Regions from separate parts of the Hordeum vulgare genome. Here region 2 is linked to region 1. Evidence: chromatin contacts called from public Hi-C data. All regions are on one chromosome and are shown on one strand. The core of a region is the stretch at or near the end of the contact, and the rest is flanking DNA. Distances in the headings are between cores, read along the strand shown. Region 1 has its middle 26 kb from the start of LOC123440385. Region 2 has its middle 25 kb from the start of LOC123441954.

The links. A called contact is a pair of places that touch in the nucleus more often than the background predicts.
Region 2: a Hi-C map of seedling shows a contact between it and region 1, with 7 times the contacts expected there. The contact joins two enhancer-like sites. A contact is called at or near these places in 3 of 6 Hi-C or Micro-C datasets (leaf and seedling).

Annotation. Positions count from the first base shown.
Region 1 is chr3H:518,948,823-518,954,211 of MorexV3_pseudomolecules_assembly, forward strand. No RefSeq gene overlaps it. Among protein-coding and RNA genes, the nearest start is that of LOC123440385, 26 kb to the left of the region's middle. Within about 2 kb of position 2,234, at least 3 of the 3 cell types and tissues checked have open chromatin away from gene starts, as enhancers often do. A contact at or near this core is called in leaf and seedling, where this site is marked.
Region 2 is chr3H:519,198,259-519,203,647 of MorexV3_pseudomolecules_assembly, forward strand. No RefSeq gene overlaps it. Among protein-coding and RNA genes, the nearest start is that of LOC123441954, 25 kb to the right of the region's middle. Within about 2 kb of position 2,148, at least 2 of the 3 cell types and tissues checked have open chromatin away from gene starts, as enhancers often do. A contact at or near this core is called in leaf and seedling, where this site is marked.

The DNA of each region.
Region 1 (5,389 bases), core at 984-3,483:
TACACGGCAAACATTTTTTGTATACATTACATGGGTATGAAACATTTTTCAATACACGGCAAACATTTTTCAATGGCAATAAATATTTTTCACGCACAACTTCCATTTTTTGTATACGCCAGGAATATTTTTCATACACATGTCATATTTGCAAAAATATGACCAACATGTTTCATACACATTGTATTTGTTTTGTATATATTTTTTGTATACATAAAAATAATAAATCTATACACATTTTCAAAAATTCAAATATTTCATTAGCATTTTTCCAAATGCATGATTAAGGTTTTTCATACACATTGTATATTTTTATATACATTATTCAAATAGATGAGAAATAATTTATCTACATATATTTAATATTATTTAAACACATGATCAACATATTTCCATACATTGCTTTTGTTTTATATATATCTTTTTTGTGTACTTGACAAACATTTTTTATAAGCACTTAATTCTTTTAAATAATTTATTGACATTAAATCAAATGCTTTTCAAATAATCCCTCCGTCCCAAAATAAGTGTCGAAAATCTATAACTAAACTAGTACAAATTTTATACTAAGTGAGTGGCACTTATTTTGGAACGGAGGGAGTATATTTCTTAAATACGTGATCAATATTTTTTAAACAAATTGTTTTTTAAATGTTTTTGTATACATGACAAACTTTTTCTCAATACACATTTGATATTTCTTTAATACCTTCTTTACATTTTCACCAAATGCTTTATTTAAAGTGTAAGTTCCATATACATATATATATAATTTATATTACTTTCTTGAGAAAACATTTAGAATATTTATATGGACTGTACTTAGTCTGGAGCCTGATGCGAGGGAACATACATGTAAAAGCCACTATTTGACGCACCGTGCATCAAACTAAAGTGGCGCCGCAGGGGGGGTCGACAAATGGGCCAGCCCAGTACAACAGCGTCAAAAATATTCCTGTTTCCTTCTTTTTCATAATTTCTGTGTTATTTCTTATTTAGTTATTTAGTTTTAGTTTTTTTTACTTTTTCTATTTCAATATTATTTTAGATTTTTAAACCTAGTTCACGTTCAAAATTTATTGTTAAATTTCGAAAAATGTTCTTTCTGTAAAAATATATTCCAAATTTCAAAATATAGTCATATATTAAAAGCTTTCTGATAACTTCAAAAGATATTTTTATTTCTCAAAATAAAATATTGTTTTCGTTTTCAGTTTTGCATTTTCGTATTATATTTTTCCCTTTTCCTTTTTTTTTTGATATTTCACAAATTTTATACTGAATTTCAGAAAATGTTCTCACGTACAAATGTTTTTTCACAATCTTTATTTCAATATTCATAACTCAAAAACAATCCGAAATTACAAAAAATTATCATAATGTGGTCATTTAAAAAAGTGGGTTTCAAAAACTGTTCTCTTAATCACGAAGCTTCATGATTTTTCAAAATGTCTGTGTTTTGAAAAAACTGGAATTTAAGAAAATGTTCTTGTTTAAAAAAATTTATGATTTCATACAAATATTTTTTGTTTCAAATATTTGTTCCTTTTTAAAATTTCTTCACGGTTTTCATAAAATGTTCATGATTAAAAAAATAGTCTTATTCTCAAAATTTGTTGACTGTTTTGACAAAATTATTTGTGTTTCAAAAAGTGTCCTGGAATTAAAAAAACAAATCAATTTTGGTAATACATGAACGAAACTTGAAAACAAGAGTATTTTTTAAATTTGGGAAAAGATAAATATTTTTTGAAATCCCCAAAATAATTATAGAAATCAATGTTCTTATAGTGATTACTTTTCAAATTTTAGAAGAAAGGAATCAAAAAAGAAACATTTTCTGAATAAGTCAAAAATACATTGATAAAGGAACATAATTTAAAAATCACGATTCTTTTAATATTTGTACTTTTCTAGATAAAGGGAGCATGTTCTAAAACTCTGGACAAAAAATTGAGGAAAGGAATATTTTTGAAAATTGTGACTAAATTCTGAACAGATGAACATTATTTCAAAAATGTGATGAAATTTTGGCAACATGACCATTTATGAAAATTTTAAACAATATTTGAACTTTTTTAAAAGCTAAAAAGGAAAAAGGAAAAAGAAAAAAAATATCAAAAGTGAAAAGAAAGAATCACCGAAATGAAAAAAAACTTAAGGAACGGCACGCAGATGAAGATGGGCAGGCCAATGGATCATGGGACCTCCTATACGGCACTACAGGCGCCGGTTTGCCCTCCCTGTGCCTGCAACACCCGCGTTGGCCGGCCCATCAAACAGCGCGGCACCCCTGCAGGCCTTGACAAATTTCATTAATTTTTGGAAACTAAAGTACGTCGATTTTGGAAAAAAAAGTTTTCCCAATAGGAAAATTTGTTGACAGATTTTAAACTTGGAAAAAGGTTCATTATTTTTCATATAAAGTTCAGTGATTTGGAAAACCGTTCATCAAATTTGAAAAAAATTCGGTTTTCAAAAAAGTTCATCGAAATTAAAAAATTCAAAAAAGGGTCATCAAATTTGAAAAAAAGGTAATCAGTTTTCAAAAGAAGTTGATCAAATTTGAAAAAGGTTCATCGAAATTTCTAAAAAAGTTCATTAGACTTGGAAAAAGTTCATCAAAATTCGAAAAAGTCACCAAATTAAAAAGAGTTCATTGATTTTGAAAAAACTTCATCAAATGTGAAAAAAGTTCATCGAATTAAAAAAAATCATTCAATTTGAGAAAAAAGTTCATCAAATTTGTAAAAACGTTCATTCGATTTGAAAAAAGTTTGATGAATTGGAAAAAGAGTTCACAAACTATAAAAATCATCAAGCCATGAGGTAACAAAATAAAAAAACAGAGTCGAAAAAAGAGAAGCAAAAAACAAAAAACAGAAGCAAAAAACGAAAACCAAAGAAAGAAATAAAAAAGAGCAATAGAAAATTAGTCATCTGATCGGGTTCAGTGGCGTGGTGGTTACTGCATGTTAACCCAAGCTGGAGGTCGAGAGTTCCATTCCCCGCGGCGTCTAGTCCTTTTTATTGTATTCAGAAAAGAAAACAATGCTGAAATGGGTCGGCCCAGCGCGGGTTGCTGCTGGCGTCTGTTAGCAGAATTGCACTGTAACGGGAGCATGTGGCGCCAAATAGGAATTCTGGTGGATCACGCCCCTGTGCGGTTGCCTGACTATTTGATATAAAGATTGTCAAATAGAGTTTTTCCAACCTACATCTCGCATGATTCAATCGTGACACCTTGCACCGTGCAGGCTCCTAACCATGAGCCGTTTGCCAATACACCAAACTTAAGCCATTGGACATAACGGCACAAAAACCCTATAAGAAACATTGCAGAGGTTGAGATTTAGACAAACTGGAAAATTCTTGTAAATTGCGGAATATGAAATGTCGAATATTTTAAAAAAGAATGAATTAAGAAAATGTGAATATTTTCTGAAATTCCTCACTATTTTCTGAGATCATGAACAGTTTATAGTTTTGGAACAAAAATTGTAAATAAAACATTTTTTAAATTCAGAACAAAATACTATGCGAACAAACTTCGTATTTGTTTGCTTTTTTAGAAATGCGAACAAAATTTGAAAACATAATATTTTTTTTTAAAATTTCTAACAAAATATTGAAATCGCGGACATTTTTCTAATAGATTATGAACATATTTTTAAATCTGAACATTTTTCGAAATTTCTGAACATTTTTTGAAACTTCTTGAAACACAAACACATTTTGAAATTGTGAACAAAATTTTGAAAACCACAACATTTATTGAAACTCTTGAACATTGGAATATGAACTATTTATTGAAATGGTGAACATATCTTGAAAACGGTAACATTTTCATAAATTTTGAAAATTATTTGAAACTTTTGTACAAAATAAACAGGAAAAAGAAAAAAAGAAAATGGAAAACATAAAGAAAAAAGAAAAATAATATTTGAAAACGAAAAAGAATGTGAGGTAAAATAAAAAAGGAAACAAAAACAAAAAAGAAATATGAAAAATAAAAATGTAAAGAAAAAAAAAAGGAGAAAGAAAAGGAAAAAAAGCAATGTTATATAACAACTCAAATGTAACCCAAGCTTGTAAGCATATTCTTGAGACGAGCATGTTGAATGAAAGCTATGTTTGTCTTGTGTGTTGCGTAATGCACTTCATCCTCGTGTCAACTCATGACTTAATTTTCTTTTGTTTTGGATTTTGCAAATCATGTTATCTTTCCATGTGGATATTAATATGAGTGCGTCATCATCATGATCATTATCGTTTTACATATTTTCTTTTCTCTAGGTTGATGCCACGATCATCTCATTTTTTTGCTACATGCTTGCTTTGTGCCTCCACACCTTTTATTGCATTGCATCATGCATTACCATATGGCTTATCTTGGTGTCTATATTGTGAGCATCTATAGTATCCACATGGGCAGCTCCATGGATTTGATGGCCGGGAGCGACCTCTAGCTCTCTATATCATGCCCGAGATCCCTATGTTCTCCCCTCTATCCATTTTCCCCTTCTCCACCCTCTCCCGCCGCCGGTAGGTGTTCCCCTCGGATCCCGGCGCCATGGCCCAAACGAGCTCGAGCTCGAGCTCGGACTGAACCACCAACGCCGTCCCCTTCTTCCACATGCATTTCGCGATGCCGCGGCGAGTCCGATTTGAGTCCTCCCCGAGCAGGATCGCCAAGGGTGAGGTCTTCTTCCCCTGCTTGTTCTTTGTTGGACCCAAGGACCTCAACCCAAGGCCCAACACCTCGTCGCCTCTGCTTCACCTTCAGGCCTCCTCGTCGTCTCCATCGGACCCATGGTGAGGAGACTCGCCTCCCCATCTCATTTCCATGTCGTTAGCATCGTTGTAGTCACGGGTCTACGTTACCCGGGTCCGTTTGCCATGGACGACCTCGAGTTCGAGTCCATGCTTGTGTCATTCCTCTACTCGTTCATCCATTGTATTGTTGGAAATATGCCCTAGAGGCAATAATAAATTAGTTATTATTATATTTCCTTGTTCATGATAATCGTTTATTGTCCACGCTATAATTGTATTGATTGAAATTCAAATACATGTGTGGATACATAGACAACACACTGTCCCTAGTGAGCTTCTAAGGACTAGCTCGTTGATCGAAGATTGTCAAGGTTTCCTGACCATAGACATGAGTTGTCATTTGATAAAGGAATCACATCATTAGGAGAATAATGTGATGGACAAGACCCAAACTATGAACGTAGCATGTGATAGTATCAGTTTATTGCTACTGTTTTGTGCATGTCAAGTATCTGTTTCTATGACGATGAGATCATGCAACTCCCAGGCACCGGAGGAATGCCTTGTGTCTATCAAACGTGACAATGTAAATGGGTGACTATAAAGATGATCT
Region 2 (5,389 bases), core at 898-3,397, 250 kb after region 1:
CCCCTCGCGCGCGTGGACCCATACAACATTTTTGTCATCCGCGTGCTTCGCTTGTCAGTGGATGCAACATTTTTCGTCTAAATATGTTGCAACCAGCTTCATATTTGCTGCAAGCGTTTTTTTACTATTTTTTGCCCCAGTAAAAAAACTGCATATACGTTTGGTTGCAACTCGAGTTCGTCGGATTTTTCGTTACAATCGATGTTTTTTTACTTTTGCTACAACCGTGTTAATTTTTGCTACAAGCGGCATCATGTTTTGCTGTAACCGTTCATTAAAAAAGTTGCATACACGTCACGTAAATATTTGCTACAACCGACGTTTGACTTTTGCTAGCACGCACCATCAGCTTCGTTTTTTTGCTTCTAGATAATTTTTTTGCTACAAATTTTGTTTTTTGTTGCAACCGTTGAAAAAATTGTTGCATCACATTAAAATTTTGCTGCATAGGGGAAAAATGTTGCATGCGGATCCAACGGTGCGGACGATGCGGGATTAGTGGATCCTACGGCTCGCGCGCGGCCGGCCGAAAGTTTGAGCCGGCGCGCCGGCGCAATATCAGTCCCCTATTTGAAATCGTAAGTTGAAGTTAGCCTTACACCGCCCTTCGTTCTGGCCGACGTGATAACGAGATAGGATGCTGGACTCAGGTGTCTTTGAGAAAACTACTGCTCCCTCCGATCAGGGAGTACACGCCATTTCCCTTGGTTGGTACTCCAACCTTTTGTCCGTGGATAATGCGCACGGTTTGGCAGTGTCAAGTCAAGTAGATTTTGTTTGGGTTTCTGTGGTTGGGACAGCATTGTCTTTCGCAATAATGCATGTAGCTTGCACTGGAGGGAAGTTGATGGGAGCATATTACCAAGATAGGGCTTTGTTATTTGTTATTAAGCTGATGATTAAGGTTATTCCTTTTGAAACAAGATGAGCAAAAAAGTACCTTCCGGTGGGCAGGATCCTCCCTATTGGTGGATAAGGGACGGCCATCTGAAGCTGCAGGACTTTTCCTAGCCATCATTATGCATTGTACAAGTTGTACATCGACTTTTGGTGTAACACAAGAGGCTGTCTCTAGTGGTTAGCCGGAGAAAAGTTTGGATTCATCATTTCAAGAAAGGCCGGGCTTTTCGGGCAGACACTGAGATAAGGGCAAAGTGAGCGACCCCTACTGCATACGTACTTCCCTTCGGAGAAAGGCAACATAAACTTTGGGTCCAGAAAGGGACAGCAGAACGGTAAAGAAAATGATCATTTCTTATGGGCGAGCTAACATCATGTAAATCAAACGACATAATTTTGTGTTTTGATCCTTTTCTGAAAGTTGATCCAGGACACAATTTTATGTTTTGATCCTTTTCTAAAATTTGATCCAGATTTGACCTTATTTTGTAAAAATGAGATTTGACTATTTCCTACCACCGGGGTCGTTGGCGATAGGGTATAACAGCCTACCGTCAAGGTCCCTAACGATAGAAAACTTATCCACGTCAGCGCGACGTATCCCTACCGCCAAATATGCTGACGGTAGCCTGTACAGCCCTACCGTCAAGGTGTCCGGCGATAGGTGTGAACACACATTGTGTCCGATACTTAATTTTTTTACGATAAGGCGTGCAAACATATCAGCAGGGTTATTGACAGCGTTGTTATACCCGTTCTGGATCAACTTTAAAAAAAAAATCAAAACACGAAATTTAGCCACACCGATTTTCATAAAACTGGTATGAAAAATCCCGGAATGGGGCGGCCCATGCACATGACAAGGTGCCTAGGGGTAGACGATTTGTCGCTATTCCCCGACCTACGAGGGGAATAGGATCTAGCTACTCGAAACTAGAGATGGTCCTTCGTCAAGCCTCAAAGAGTTCCACGCTAAAAAGAAATCCACAACAATTGAACTAACTATTTTAGTCAAAACTAAAATAACCAAAAAATATATGTCCATCATACGAACTCAGGACCGGCTTTACAAAATTCTGAAAAATGTTCAGAATGGGAACATTTCGTGCTGAACTTCAAAAAATGATGAATTTGGGATTTTAGTCTTTAACTGGACCAAAAATCTTTCCAGCCCAATGAGCAGCCTGCCCAATGAAACTGCCACCCTACTACCTAGTGGGCGATTCCTATTTGACACTCGTATGCGTTAAAATTGCGGACCTCCTCTGAAGCTTCGCCTCGCGATGCCCTTTTATGCGTCGGCCCAATGTTGTTTCGCTGGTCCTTTGCTGCTTCTTTACTCTCTGTTTCTTTTCTGTCATTTTATTTTTCTTTTCCTTTTTTCTTTTCTTTTTATTTTTCTTTTTGTTTTCTTTTTCTTTTTCTTTTTTATTTTGTTTTCCTTTTTTATGTTTCCATTTATTTTCTTCTCCTTCTTTACTTTCTATATTATGTTATTTTACTTTTCCTATATTATACAAAATATTCTGTGTTATACAAATGGTCATAGTATGTTAAGTAAATGTTCACAGTATTTTACAAAGTTTGAGCATGCATTATAAAAATCTTCATTGTATAATAGAAATTGGTTGATGAATATTTAAACACTGTGTTTTCAAAAAAATTAAATGTATGTTACAAAGATGTTTACTGTGTATTCCAAAATTCTCAAAGCATATTAAAAAATGTTCAGTATGTATTAGAAAATGTTCAACGCATATATTCATATATTTTACAAAAATATTCATCGTATATTACAAAAATGTTCAGTGTGTATTCGAAATTGTTGAACGCATATTACAAAATCTTCAATGTGTATTAAAAAATGTTCAACACATATACTCATATTGTTTTCAAAATGTTCATCATATATTACAAAAATGTCAATACATTTTAAAAAATTTTCAGCATATATCACAAAAAAGTTCACTGTGTATTTCGAAATTGTTTATCATATATCTCAAAAGTGTCAATGTGTATTTAAAAATCATTCATCTTATGTATAAAATCAGTAAATTTTTGTTTTTGTTTCAATAATTATTCACCTTTTAAAAGTTAGTTTGAGTTTCGAAATTTGTTCAGGAAGACATTATTAATTTTTACGTAGTCCATCAAAATCAGCTCCGCTTCACCAAATTCACTTTAGAGCAGTTTTATATAGAAGTTGCAACCATTTCAAGAGAATGTTTGGCTCTCATTTAGCTCCAGCTTCACGGATGGAAAATTTGGTAAAAATGATCTATTTGATTGGATGAGAGATAAGAAACGAAGGGGTATCCACTTACTGATGACAGTGGTGGGTAATTTTCTTCCAACTCCAGCTTCTATAATTTAATGAAGCACTTCCTAGGAAGCTTCACAAAAAACAAGAAGTTGGACCCGAGATTCTAGTTTTTTTACAGAGCGGTATATCATGAAGCTATCCCGTTTGGCTTACGTTTTCTAGAACGCAGCTGAATTTTCTGGAACAAAGCAGTCCCAAACATGGATCTGCCTTCGCGCATAGTACTAGAAGCCAGCCATGTATTTGCGTTGGCTACGCGAGTATCCAGCGGAAGGTCGCGGGCTCGATTCCAACTAGCTTCACTATTTTTTGTTTGTTACACTTTTTTTACGTTCCTCATGGCCTGGTAATGGACCGTCTGTTTGTGTGCGAGCCCTGCACGGAAGCTCTCTACCTAGTGATGACTTTGTCTAAAAAAGGCTACTGATGATTTTGCAGTAATTCCTATTTGTAGCTCGCCCCGAAAATATGCTGAGGGCGCGTTTGGATTGTCGGTTCGGTTCAAATACAGGTGTATAATTGCTACAGACGTCGAACGGTCATTTTTATTTCGGACAGAAACCACACTACGATTGGTAATATATATATATATATATATATATATATATATATATATATATATATATATATATATATATATATATATATATATATATATATATATATATATATAGACTAAATTCGGATTTATAAGACACGCAAATGCGAGTGAGCAAGGTATCGGTATGGCCCAGTTAAATTCCAGTTTTAGCAAGGTTCCGGATCTGTTTTTTCCTTTGTATTATGAAGGTTCTAGATCGGATTTTTTTGTGTTGTTGTTGTTTTATCCACTGGCTATTATCCATTTCTTATCTTTCTATTATTTTTTATTTTCTATTTTTTGGTTTTGTTTTCCTTAAAAAGTTTTCTAAAACACATATATCAAAAAACATATGCACAATTTTATAAATTTTCATGTTTATAAAATCACATTTAAAATCTAAATTTATTTTTTGATAGTACAAAAATCATAAAACTTCTAGAAAATTTAACGATTTTCTTAAAAATATCTACACATTTCAAAGATCCTTAAAACAAATATAATTTTACGGTTATTTACAAATGAATGAAAAACCAAAGTGAAGCCTGTAGATAGAAAGTGGTAAAAACAAAACAGAAAGAAAAATACTTGTTATGCTGCAATCCTAAGAGCATCTTCAATAGCCTTTGTATATTGGATTGCTAAAAACTTGTTATAACAAGAGAAAAAAGAAGGTTTACCAAAACAAACATATTTTTTCTTTGGTAGCCTTTGTATATTGGATTGGTATATTTGCACAAAACACACAATGACATGTGGGGACAGTTTATCATAAACACATTGCACACTAGCATTCGTACATGTATATGTATACTAGCACAACTCGCGTACACGTACACTTACAGACATGCAACACACACACGTATACACATGCAGCACACACACGGACATACACGTACACATGCATCACACACGCGTACACGTACATGTACACACGCGCACACACACTAATTCACGGATCCATTTGTCATTGAGACAAAGTGGGGCTTTAGGAGGCTTGCTAAAAATTTACAAAGTGGCCTTTGACTTAACAAATATGCAAAGTGTTGGTGCAAATATAGAAAGCTTTGTAAAAAAATTGGTGAGGGACCACTTATACAAAGGCTGTTGGAGAAGGTTTTTTGGTTAAGATTTGTAAAATAGCAAGTGAGTGCAAATATACAAAGGCTGTTGAAGGCACTCTAAGAGCCAATTGGTCACCTAACAGTGACGCTATGTGTGTTTGCTTGTAAATTTGTCGCAACTACTAGAATGCCCGTACGTTGCCACGTGTCTTTTAATTTTTATTCGGATTGCATTTTTATATCTATGATGTAAAAAGATTACTTCATAAAGTGGCAGCATGGACTTGGATAGTTTAGATGAGTGTATTTTATGGAATATATTTCAAAAACAGGACAATGTCAAAGGTAATAAGAAATCATTAAACATGGATAAACTTGTTTTGAAATATAGATAATAACTAAAACATTCGAGAAATTAGCACATCCCTTAAAACACCATAGGCACAAATAAACATGACGAAACATGGCACGTGTGTAGAGATCAAGTCCACTTTACTATGTCTTATTAATTTCCTACTAGAG